Linked DNA regions of Pan troglodytes: region 1 is linked to region 2. The links are chromatin contacts, called in public Hi-C maps. All regions are on one chromosome and are shown on one strand. The core of a region is the stretch at or near the end of the contact, and the rest is flanking DNA. Distances in the headings are between cores, read along the strand shown. Region 1 overlaps TJAP1 (tight junction associated protein 1). Region 2 overlaps ZNF318 (zinc finger protein 318).

Region 1 (5,869 bases), core at 2,006-4,505, 140 kb before region 2:
TGGATTTCACCCTATTCTACTGCATACTGATTATACAGCCTTCACCTCACCGAGCCTTAGTTCCCTCATTTATAAAACTGAGGTAATGCTCGCTGGGTAGCACCTAGCATAATAGCTGGCATCTTAATTTAATGTTCCCTGAACTGAAATGAGCAAGTCATGGCTTTTCTACCTTGAATCTGACCAAAGCAGGCTACAGTATGCCTGATGCTCAGCACATGCTGCGTCTCAGGTTCTTTAAATGTGCTCCACGCACTGTGACCAGATGGAGATATGGCTGCAAGGGCAGTAAACCACTGTGGCCCTCGTTTCTGCCTGAGTGAAGTTAATGGGGGAGGAGAGCCAATGTTTTGCAGCTGACTATAGGCCCCGAAGAGCAGAGTCCGGACCTAACAGTTCCTGGCAGGGAGTACGTATTCAACAAATGTTAGCCAAACAAAGCAAAGCTGGAGGAAGGGCTGGACTTCCTGGGGACAATGAAGAGCAGCTGTGCTGGTGGGAAGTGGCTGTAGCACTGCCTCCTGATATGCCCCAAAGGGGCCACAGGTTGAATGGCTCTACACTACGGAGGACCAGAGTCCCAACCACCAGCAGATTAGGACCCCTCAGTCTACTGGGCTGCCTCTTGCAGGGAGAATATCATATGGGATCATTTCTGCTAAGCTACGAAGACTCAGGGGTTCCCTGACATGTGGACATATACTCACAGACAGTCCCCCTTGAGCCTACATTGCCCCCACCTGCACTACTGCGGCTAGGAGACCTCAGGCCTGCAACAGCAAGGCCCACTCTCACCCCAACTCAGGACCAGAAGCTCAGGCAGGAGAAGTCAGCCAGACACCCAGCCTCAGGGGCCTTGCCTCTGCCGGTCAGGCTGGGATACCAGTCTTGCTGACCTCCTGCTCAAGCCGGGATCCAGGAATTTCCAAACGCAGCTCCCGATGCTCTGGTGGTGCCTTACGGTAGGGTTTCTTAGCAGGGGCGGCACTAGTCATTCTGGGAGATGACGGCTCCTCCGCCTGCTGAGAAGCAAGAAGGAGGCAGGCTCAGAGATGTGGCCAGAAGGACTCTGGACTGAGAAAAAACAAAGATGGCGAAAGGGGACATATGTTGAGGCCACCACATAGGCTGACAGGCCTGGGCCATTACTGGAGTCACTAGAGGGGCAGGACTTAGGTGTGTCAGTCCCCATAGGTCAAAGGAGTGCTGGAGGGTGGGGCATGGGTCCAACGGGGAACAGATGGGTGGGAAAGGCAGGGCCTAGGGCCTGAACACCTAGGTTCTAAGAGTGGGACAGGGAGCTTCAAAGCAGCCCACCACCCTCCTTACCACTCTCCTTTGTGGGCTCTGAAGGCCTCAGAAGGTAAAACTGCTCTCTATGCATTACTTTTCTCAACTCTAAATTAGCGATAAAACAGCATCAATTTCTTTTTTTCTTTTCTTTTTTTTGAGACAGGGTCTTGCTCTGTTGCCCAGGCTGGAGTGTAGTGGCGCAATCTTGGCTCACTGCAGCCTCGACCTCCTGGGCTCAAGTAATCCTCCTGCCTCAGCCTTCTGTGTAGCTCGGACCACAAGCATGTGCCACTGCACCTGGCTATTTTTTGTACACAGCGTCTCACTTTGTTGCCCAGGCTCAAACTCTCAAGCTCAAGCAATCCCTCTGTCTTGGCCTTCCAAAGTGCTGGGATTATAGGTGTGAGCTACTGATTCCAGTTAAGAATAGCACCAACTTCATAGGGTTGTTGGGAAGATGATGTAAAGCACTTAGGAAATGTTGAATAAATGTTAGTTTAAAAAAAAAATCATAACCAAAAATGTGAGTTTGGGGATACAATCCAGGATCCCCAGTGGGAGTCTCAAGGCCCAAGAGAGCTCTCTGGCCTCAGCCACTGATGACCAAACCCCTGTGGCCTCCACCACTCTTTTCACCAGCCCCCACCGAGAGAGAACACTTGGCTGCCCCCTCACCTGCCCCTCCCCAGAAGAGAGCCAGGCTGAGGGCACAGGCCTCATCAGGGACATACCGTCTGTTTGTCGGCAGCTCTCTCTGTTCCGCTGTCCGGGAGTTAGCCCTCGGCTCTCCGCATCCCACGGCCCCTCCACTTCCTTTAGCCAACAGCTCCTGAAACCAGAGAAGAGAAGAAAGTGGAAACCAGGTGTCAGCCGCCTGTCTGTCAGTGCTACAGGCCTGCTGCCCAGTCTGGGACCTGGAAGGCCCCCCAGGGAGAACCACGGCAGGAAGGCCATGAAACAGAGGGCCTGAGGGGAAAGCGGCTGGAGGCAGATGACTGGAAACACTGGGTTCCTGCCTTTCTCCATGACAGTACTGTCACAGGCCCAGATGAGATACGTGTGTCTGTGTGTTCATGGTCTCAGCACATTGCCCAATTCTGGAATAGGTCCGGTTCCGTCCTGTCCCTACTCCACATCGGTCCTCATCTCCCAAGCCTCTCAGAGTTTGGAAACAACTAAGAGATTTGGGGAGCATGGGTTACAAATGAGAACACCAGGAAAAAGCCTCACAGAGATCCAAGAAGATAGAGAAAATGATGGAAAGAGAGCACCTAGCATTTCCAGAAGGAGGCCCAAGGCTATTTGGTGTATAATGATGGTCACCGGCCTTTGCAATGAGGAGGCATAGGGCTAGGAGAAGAAATCTGAAAAGGGAGCAACACAGAGCAGTAGCTCTCAACAAGGCAATTCTGTCCACCCTCCTTCCCCAGGGACGTCTGGCGCCCACTCTCCTTCCCCAGGGACGTCTGGCAAGTGTCTGGAGACATTTTTGGTTGTCGAAACCTGGAGGGAAGGAGTGCCACTGGCACCTAGTGGGTAGAAGCCGGGGATGCTTTGGTCATCCCACAACCATAGGACAACTCCCACCACAAATGATTCCCAATAGAAAATATCCAGAGTGCCAAGGCTGAGGAACACTCGCGAAGAAAACCCCAGTCGGGGGAGGTGGAGACACCTGGGCTCCAGGCTCAGCACTGACACTGTGGGGCCCTGTGTAATGCCCTTCCTCACTGGATAGCTCAGTTCCTTATCTACACAGAGGTGGCTGGACTGAGTGACCTGTGAGAGCCCCTCCGGCCTCCTGAGGTTCAGAGATGGGCGCGCACCCCTCCCTGGCCCCCACCTGTAATTAGCTGGGTTGCAGCACGGGGGCAGCAGCCACCAGTGATCAGGCAGTAACCTCAGGTGGCCTTCTGGGCAGAAAAAACAATCTCCTCCCGCCCCCATCAACCTAAACAGAGCTGGAGGCTGAGGGAAGCCTTGCGGGCTAAAGCATGTGTTCCCACTGTCGGGACATGCCCTGGCCATGACTCCTGTCACATTCCAACAGGGCCTGGGGCAGGGAGAATGGTGAGAGGGTAGGGAGGGTGGGGAAGCAGGAGTGGTCTCCCTCCTCTGTCTGGACAGCCTGGGCCCTGGTTTGGGGTTCGGTGGGGAACTGAGGTGCGGCAGCACAGGCACGGCCGCCAGCCTCCTCCCACTGACAGGAGGCAGAACGTGTCCCCACAGGGCACATGCAACATGTTGTGTCGGCTGACTCCCTGCACAGGAATCCGGGTGGGCGGGCCTGAAAGGACGGCACATTCCCGGGGTGTGGGGAGCAAACAAGTTACCCCAACAGGTTCCTTCGGGCTGCCCCTCCAGAGGAGCCCGGGATGGGTGCTCCTATGGCCTGAGGGAGAGGCCTAGAAAGTCCCAAACCCACCTAGGTATGTGGATTCTGATACTCAGAGGGTAAATGTGTGAGGTGCGTGAGTTGGAAAACAGGGTACGGCCAGAGATGGAAGAGTGAGAGATGCGAGCAGTCAAGAACTTCTACAAAGTAAAGGGGCAGCTCAGAGAGTTGGTCTCTGCCTTTCCCCTTCTCTACAGAGGGTCCAGGTCCCAGCTCCCTTCCCCTATGTGCTCCCCAGTCATCTCAGGAAGCCCTTTCTCTCTGCAGGCCCCTTTGTGTGCCCCTCCTCTATTCCTCTGTACTCCCTTGTCCCTATTCCTGGCAAGGCCTGTGCTGTCCTCTTGGTACCGAGACACCTGCATGAACGGCAGGCAGGCAGGGAGGACACGAACGCACTTGGGTGTCCAGCAATCCTGTAGGGAAGGCTGCTTCACTCCACACCCTGCAGCCCTGGCTCTAGTTGCCACACATCCTCTAGCTCCTCCTGCCTCACCCTGACCTCAAGCCCCACTCCCTGGCCCTACAGCACATATTTATCCCCAGGGCTTCCATGGCCAGAGGCGATCTGGCTTGCTAGGCAAGGAGTACCCTGAGAAGGTGGCTGGCAGTGGGACGGGCAGTAAATGCAGACAGACTCTCTGGGGATGGGGGTGGTGGTGATGGGAGGTTATTCTCTCTGCCAGAGCCTATTCTTTCCACGCACGTCAGAGTTACAGGTATGGGAAACCACTCCCAACTAAGGAAGCAGAAGGCAATGCCCACTGGGAAGACAATCCACCAGGGGGCCCATGGTGTTCCTCAACACCAGGCTGCGAGGGAGATGTGTACCAACCACTTCCTGCCCTGTGTCCATAAACACAGGGTGTGCCCAACACCCAGGCCCTAGCTCCAACTTCTGAAATCTGCTGAGTGCCCCAAATCCAGCCCATTAGGGGCCCACAGTTCCAGCAATGAACAGGAATACAACGGGCCTGGCAGCCCACAGTCCTTGACTGGAGGCAAGGAAGGTGTGCAGGGAAAGTCCGGACAGACCCAAGGAGGACAGTGATGCATGGTGCAGTGGACAACAAAGAGAGAAGCATCGGGACACTTGGCCTGCAAGCTGGGAGAAGGTAAAGGGGTGAGGCAGATGGCATCAGAGTGGTCCCTCTAGGAAGACCCAGCTACCAGGTGCAGCCTCCCCTGGCCACATCTCCTTCACCCAAAGGTTTCCCAAGTTGCCTTGGAGTGTTTCAGCCCAAGGAGGACTCCCAATCCCATGTGGGGAAGAAAAGGTCCCAAAGGAGAGCAGCTGGACAACTCAGAATGGGCCATGGCCCATGATGAGCGAGCAGCAGCCAAGGACAGCCTCTGGGGCCTCCTGGCCTCTGGATGCTGAGCTGGCTCCAGGGCACCTCCCAGAAAATGGTCTTCTGGAGGAAGATCAGGAAATCAACAGAGCTGGCCCGACATGGTGGCTCACGCCTGTAATCCCAGCACTGTGGGAGGCCAAGGCAGGCGGATCACTTGAGGTCAGGAGTTCGAGAGCTGCCTGGCCAACATGGTGAAACCCTGTCTCTACAAAAATTGAACCCAGGAGGTGGAGACTGCAGTGAGCCCAGATCGTGCCACTACACTCCAGCCTGGGAGACAGAGACTCCGTCTCAAAAAAAAAAAAGGAAATCAACAAGGAAGAATCCCACTCCCACCCCCACCCCAAACTAAACCTAAGCCTTGAGGAACTGAGGGCAGATGACTCAGGATGTTGGACTACCAGATAATGTGCTGGGTCTGTTCTATAAGAACAGCTATGCCCTGGGAGAAAGGTTGAGGCCTAGGTTAAAACCTCTCGCTGACCTAGCGTGGCCTGGGGCTTCTTGGGCTGGACCTGCAGGCAGTGTTGAGGGAGACACCCAGAGTAGCAGCAACCCTTCCCCATCCCATGAAGGTGAAGTGAGAAGGAAAAGGGACTCTCCTCAACCCTCCCTGCCCCTGCTGCATCCTACCCCATCCAACCCCAGCTTCTGCCATGCTCTGCATAGCATTCATTCTTTGCTTACTCAAAAATCAGTTCAAAGGAAAGACTCTACTTCATATCTGCTGGGGTGGAGAGAGGGGTGATAGCTTCCTAATTGCCATGTTGCAATTTGCCAGTCGGTGCAGGCCGCCTGTTGCCGCCTGCCCTGTATTAAATACCTTCTC
Region 2 (6,340 bases), core at 1,591-4,090:
ACCTCTGGAACACAGCTTTAAAACCATTTATCTGAGCCACGTGTGGAGGCTCACGCCTGTAATCCCAGCACTTTGGGAGGCTGAGGCGGGCAGATCACCTGAGATCAGGAGTTCGAGACCAGCCTGGCCAACATGTGAAACCCCATCTCTACTAAAAAAATGCAAAAAGTCAGCCAGCGTGGTGGTGCATGCCTGTAATCCCAGCTACTTAGAGGAGGTTGAGGCACAAGAATCACTTGAACCAGGGAGGTAGAGGTTGCAGTCAGCCGAGATCACGCCACTGCACTCCAGCCTGGGTGACAGAGCAAGACTCTGTCTTAAACAAAACAGGCTGGGCGCGGTGGCTCATGCCTGTAATCCCAGCACTTTGGGAGGCCAAGGTGGGCTGATCACTAGGTCAGGAGATCAAGACCATCCTGGCTAACATGGCGAAACCCCGTCTCTACTAAAAAATCAGAAAAAAAAAAAAAAATTAGCCGGGTGTGATGGCTGGTGCCTATAGGCCCAGTTACTCCGGAGACTGAGGCAGGAGAATGGCGTGAACCTGAGAGGCGGAGCTTGCAGTGAGCCGAGATTGCATCACTGCACTCCAGCCTGGGTGACAGAGCGAGACTCCATCTCAAAACAAAACAAAAAAATCCCATTGATCTGGACTGGTGTTTCTCAAACTTTAAAGTACAGACAAATCACCTGGAGATCTTGTTAAAATGCAGATTCTAGTTCAGATCTGCTTGGGGTGGAGCTTTGAGAAGCTATATTTCTAAAAAGTTCCCAGGTAATGCTAATGCTGTTTCGTCCGCACTACACTTTGAGTAGCAAAGAGCTAGAATTTAGCTTGTGTGGAGTTGTGTAACTTCCATGATATTCTGCATGCCCTAAGTCTAGTCGGAGAAATTACCCAAGAGATCTATCTGGATATGTTGGTAATATTACCTCTTGGTTAGAGGCTAAAGCTGCTTGTTCCCCTGGGGAAAGGGAGAGGAAATGTTCTTGGACTTCATGATTATAGTCTTTTGCCCTAAGCATTTTATAGCCCCCTTGACAAACACCAGTCTCTTAGCCTTGTCTGCTCTTATTCTTTCCAAGTCCATTTGTTCAATGATGCTTCTCTTTTTCCTCAGGGATGACCTGACTGATGATTCTGTCTTCACTCGAAGCTCCCAGTGCTCTCGAGGTCTTGAGCGATATATTTCCCAGGAGGAAGGGCCTCTCAGTCCCTTCTTGGGACAACTTGATGAGGACTACCGAACAAAAGAAACTTTCCTGCATCGATCTGATTATAGTCCCCATATCAGTTGTCATGATGAGCTGTTGCGGGGAACAGAACGGAATCGAGAAAAACTCAAAGGCTACTCTATACGATCTGAAGAAAGGAGCCGGGAGGCCAAAAGACCCCGTTATGATGACACGGTGAAGATAAACAGCATGGGAGGGGATCACCCAAGTTTTACATCAGGAACTCGCAACTATCGACAGCGTAGAAGAAGCCCAAGTCCTAGGTTTCTCGACCCTGAGTTTCGAGAACTGGATCTTGCCAGACGAAAGCGAGAGGAAGAGGAGGAGCGAAGTAGGAGCTTGAGTCAGGAGCTGGTTGGAGTTGATGGTGGTGGTACTGGCTGTTCCATCCCTGGATTGTCAGGTGTCCTAACAGCACCGGAGCCAGGATATTCTTTGCATCGGCCTGAGGAAGTATCTGTGATGCCCAAGAAATCCATTTTGAAGAAGCGGATTGAGGTGGACATAATGGAGCCCTCCATGCAGGTCTCTGCTGCATTTCTTGTAGGGCCTCTTGCTAGTCTCTCTAATATCTTAAAGCCTGCTTACTTTCCTGTGGGCTATGTTCCTAATGGTATCTTTGTAATATGTGCTGGACCGACATTGTGAGCTACACCTTCTAGGACTCTCCAAACGAAACTGTAGGCCTTTTAATGCATCAGTAGAGGGTTCTATTTGCTGTATATTAGGCTTTATATTAATAAATAGATATTTTGGAGAGTACTGTAAGTTTTTTTACTTAAATTGGATTATCCTTTGGCAATCTTTGAGTATGGGTTTGTTGGAAATGAACCTTGAAGGGCAAGGGGAGGAGGTGATCTTAATTTTCTCATCTCTCTTTAGAGAGAAGACAAGATGTATGAGTTGTAGGACACTGGACTAGAAATCAGGTGATTCTGATTTTGGACCCACTTCTGCCACCAACTTACTGTGATTTTTAGACAAGTCACCTCACCATTCTGAGCCTTGATATTTTTCCCTGACCTGTGAAAGGATGGTCAGACCACTAGTGGAAAGACCACTAGTTTTTAGCTGTCCTCTTAGGAGATAAAGGCTTCTGAAGAGGTTCCCAAGCAAAGGAATGCTGATGAGTTAGCGTTCCAGAGTTTCCTCTCCCCACTTCAGCCAAAGCAGCTCTTTTTTTTTCCTTTTCTTTTGGGGATCCATAGAAAAGAAAACAAGCTAGGGGATCTCTAAAATTCTTTTGAATTCAAATTCCTTTTAACAAATAGATAAAGGTGAGGATTCCATCCAGTTTGCCTCACTTCCTGTTGCTCCTCAACAGCAGAAACATCTGGAGATAAGGGGATTCACATTTTGAATCTGGCTAAAGATACTTTTCCTCCCTTTTGTCCATACTTGTATCTCACCTGTTAATTCAGGAAGACCAAAGTATTTAAGTATTTATCTCAATTACTAATGTTCTGAGATTCTGCATAAGACTAAATCAGTTGTGTTTGTCTTTGCAGCTTGAGAGTTTTTCCAGCAGTACCAGCTCCAGCCAGGATCACCCTCTCTACTCTGGGCACCCATCCCTTCCACTAAGTGGTGCTATTGCTGCTTTTGCCTCAGAGATTGAAAACAAGGGGACTATGGTAGAGACTGCCTTGAAGGAACCTCAGGGCAACCTCTACCAATGGGGTCCCCTTCCTGGGATTCCCAAAGACAACAGTCCTCTCAGAGAAAAATTTGGAAGTTTTCTATGCCACAAGGATAATTTGGATTTGAAGGCCGAGGGACCTGAGCGACACACAGACTTCCTGCTGCCCCATGAGAGAGCTAGCCAGGATGGCAGTGGTTTTTCCCGCATTCTGAGCATGTTGGCTGATTCTACCAGTACACAGGAAAAAAGGCGACGTAGCTTTCCCGACATTGAAGATGAGGAGAAATTTCTCTATGGGGATGAAGAAGAGGATTTAAAGGCAGAATCCCTACCAAAGCCCCTTGGGAGCTCTGAGAGTGAAGTTATGAGGCAGAAGGCAAGCTCCCTGCCATCTTCAGCTCCAGCTGTAAAGCTAGAATCACTAGAAGAGACCAATCCAGAATATGCGAAGATCCATGACTTGCTCAAGACAATAGGGCTGGATATTGGAGTAGCAGAGATTAGTCAATTGGCTGCACGCACCCAGGAACGACTTCATGGCAAGAAGCCATCATTACGCTCCTCAGCTGACCGCCGTTCCTCAGTTGACCGATACTTTTCAGCTGACCACTGTTCCTCAGTTGACCACCGCTTCTCAGCTGACCGCTGTTCCTCAGTTGACCACTGCTTCTCAGCTGATCGACGTTCCTCAGATCCCCACAGACTAGAGAGCAGGGAGGCACATCATAGCAATACCCACTCTCCAGAGGTGTCCCATCCACACCCACCTTCTCCTGTGGATCCTTACCTGCTCACAAAAAACAGCCCTCCATTCCTAAAGTCTGACCATCCAGTGGGTCATATTTCAGGACCAGAGGTGGTTGGTAGTGGGTTTCAGTCATCTGTTGCAGTCAGGTGCATGTTGCCATCAGCCCCATCTGCCCCAATTAGACTTCCACACACTGCTGCTTTATCTCAGTTTCACATGCCAAGGGCCTCTCAGTTTGCTGCAGCTCGGATACCTCCAAACTACCAGGGACCTGCCATTCCCCCTGCCTCTTTTGATGCCTATAGGCACTACATGGCATATGCAGCCTCAAGATGGCCCATGTATCCCACCTCTCAACCATCAAACCACCCTGTACCTGAACCACACAGGATAATGCCAATAACCAAACAAGCTACTCGTAGCCGTCCCAATCTTCGTGTGATCCCCACTGTGACTCCTGATAAGCCTAAGCAGAAAGAGTCTCTGCGAGGCTCAATTCCTGCGGCCCAAGTGCCTGTCCAGGTGTCCATTCCATCACTCATAAGATATAATCCAGAGAAGATATCTGATGAGAAGAACCGTGCTTCCCAGAAGCAAAAGGTGAATATTAGCTTTGGGCATCCTGTGCCTGAGTTTTCTGTTTTGCCATAAATTTGTATATGTTTTTTAGAAGGGGCTGAAAATTTGTAAGGCTCTTTCACTTGAAGTCGTTTGGAGGCTGCTGTCATCATCCTAAGAAGTGTATATTGTTCCTCTGTTTTTCACACGTTTTATCATTAGGACTAAACAAAAGTCTGGCCTTGGGTCCTATTGTGATTGTCAGCCTTTTTTAAGTTTAATTCTATCCAAGTTAATGGTCTTCAAACACTGTAGATAGGAACTGGGAGCCTTGAAGTCTTCAATATGATTTCGTAGCGGAGTAGGGAACCAAAATTGGGTGTGGTGAAGGAGAATCAGTAAACCTGTTTGATCCCAGTGAATTCTGTATTCTTACCCTGTAATGATTATGTGAGTTAAAGCTAATAACTAGTTGTTGCTTGATAATTGAAGCAAACCAAGAAATAAACTTTGCTTGTTCTGGTTTATCTTAGAGTCCAGGAGTAACAGTAACATTTTTGACATGTTATTTATTTAAAAAATTTGTGTGTGTGTGTGTATGTGTGTGTATGTATACGTATATTTTATATAGAGATGGGGTCTTCTCACTGTTGCCCAGGCTGATCTTGAACTCTTGGGCTCCAGTGATCCTCCCCTGCCAGCCTCTCCCAGAGTGCTGGGATCACAGGCATGAGCCACTGTGCCTGGCCTCTAAAGTCATTTTTTATATTATCCAGGTTCATTGGGTCCCCAGCCTGTGGGAAGAAAGCAGTGACTGGGGTAAAGATATAATAATTCTAATAATTCTGATAATTTAGAGCAGTAGGTGAAAACTACATCAAGATAGGGAATACATAATAGAAGAATTTTGAGTGGAAGAGTTAATACATACTATTAATTGTAAGGGTGCTTATACCTAGCAACTCACTTTGTTTAGAAACATAAAAATGTAATGTCTAATTTGGTTTGCTCATAAAAGTTAAGACCTGGCTGGGCGTGGTGGCTCATGCCTGTAATCCCAGCACTTTGGGAGGCTGAGGCGGGTGGATCACGAGGTCAGAAGATCAAGACCATCCTGGCTAACACGGTGAAACCCTGTCTCTACTAAAAATACAAAAAATTAGCCGGGTGTGGTGGCACGCGCCTGTAGTCCCAGCTACTCAGGAGGCTGTGGCAGGAGAATTGCTTGAACCTAGGAGGTGGAGGTTGCAGTGAGCCGAGATCACGCCACTGCACACCAGCCTGGGCAACAGAGCAAGATTCCATCTCAAAAAAAAAAAAAAAAAAAAGTTCTGAAGAAAAAAATTAGAGGGCCAGTCTCATTTTTTTCCGGTTAAAAAGTTTTAGCCAATTATTGGGAAGACAAAAAACTCTTCTCTTAAGTTTCTGTTGGACGTAAATACCCTGAACTTCAGTCTTTAGTTTTACTGAAGTCTTTTGGGAAAGGGAATAGGTTCAATGTAGACAAAACTTTAGAGACAGTGTTTGGAGGTCATACACTTTCTCTTTACTTTCCTTTTATAAATCTAGTCCTTAAGTCAGGGCGCTGATAATACATAGGTCTATTATAGACACATACAGGCCTATTATATGCTGGTATAGTATAGACAAGCCATATTTGCTTTTTTTCATTAGGTAGTAGTATAGTTGAAAGATCATGAGCTTTAGGGCAGATATACCTGGATTGTAAATCTACTCTTAATGTGTGACTTTGAGTATTCTACTTAATCTTGTACAACTTCAGTTTTCTGACTATAAAATAGTGAAAATGTTGTGAGGATTAAACAACATGCTACTCTGGGCATACTGCCTATGGGTTATCCCTGGTTTGCAAGGAGCAGTGAAAACAACATGAAATATGTCCCTTACCTATAACACATATGGTTCCTTTATCTGTGGTTCCCTTTGGAACTTAGAACCACTATCTAATAGTTGCTATCAGTGCCCTAGATCCTTCCTGCAAAAAACAAACAAACAACCTTTCTTGGACAGTATAGTTTTTGAAAAGATGGACAGTTCTATTCTGGAACTTAGAACGAAATATTACTTTGACTGTAAGGTCAGAGCCTGTGTGCAGGCATTTGGATCCTTACATTCAGATAATGTCTAGGAAGAAT

What was found. Hi-C and Micro-C count contacts between places; a contact is called where the count stands out from the background.
Region 1: a contact with region 2 is called in a Hi-C map of induced pluripotent stem cells, with 1.8 times the contacts expected there. The contact joins two enhancer-like sites. A contact is called at or near these places in 3 of 7 Hi-C or Micro-C datasets (induced pluripotent stem cells and stem cell-derived neural progenitor cells).

Annotation. Positions count from the first base shown.
Region 1 is chr5:49,387,082-49,392,950 of NHGRI_mPanTro3-v2.0_pri, reverse strand. TJAP1 (tight junction associated protein 1) reads right to left here. Exons shown (of 11, transcript NM_001280172.1): 3 at 2,025-2,122; 4 at 897-1,019. The coding sequence starts at 995. Among named protein-coding and RNA genes, the nearest start is that of LRRC73, 13 kb to the left of the region's middle. Within about 2 kb of position 3,255, at least 8 of the 24 cell types and tissues checked have an H3K27ac peak or open chromatin away from gene starts, as enhancers often do. A contact at or near this core is called in induced pluripotent stem cells, where this site is marked.
Region 2 is chr5:49,246,806-49,253,145 of NHGRI_mPanTro3-v2.0_pri, reverse strand. It overlaps ZNF318 (zinc finger protein 318), which reads left to right. Exons shown (of 10, transcript XM_016955560.4): 3 at 1,122-1,761; 4 at 2,745-4,226. Among named protein-coding and RNA genes, the nearest start is that of ZNF318, 14 kb to the left of the region's middle. Within about 2 kb of position 2,840, at least 3 of the 24 cell types and tissues checked have an H3K27ac peak or open chromatin away from gene starts, as enhancers often do. A contact at or near this core is called in induced pluripotent stem cells, where this site is marked.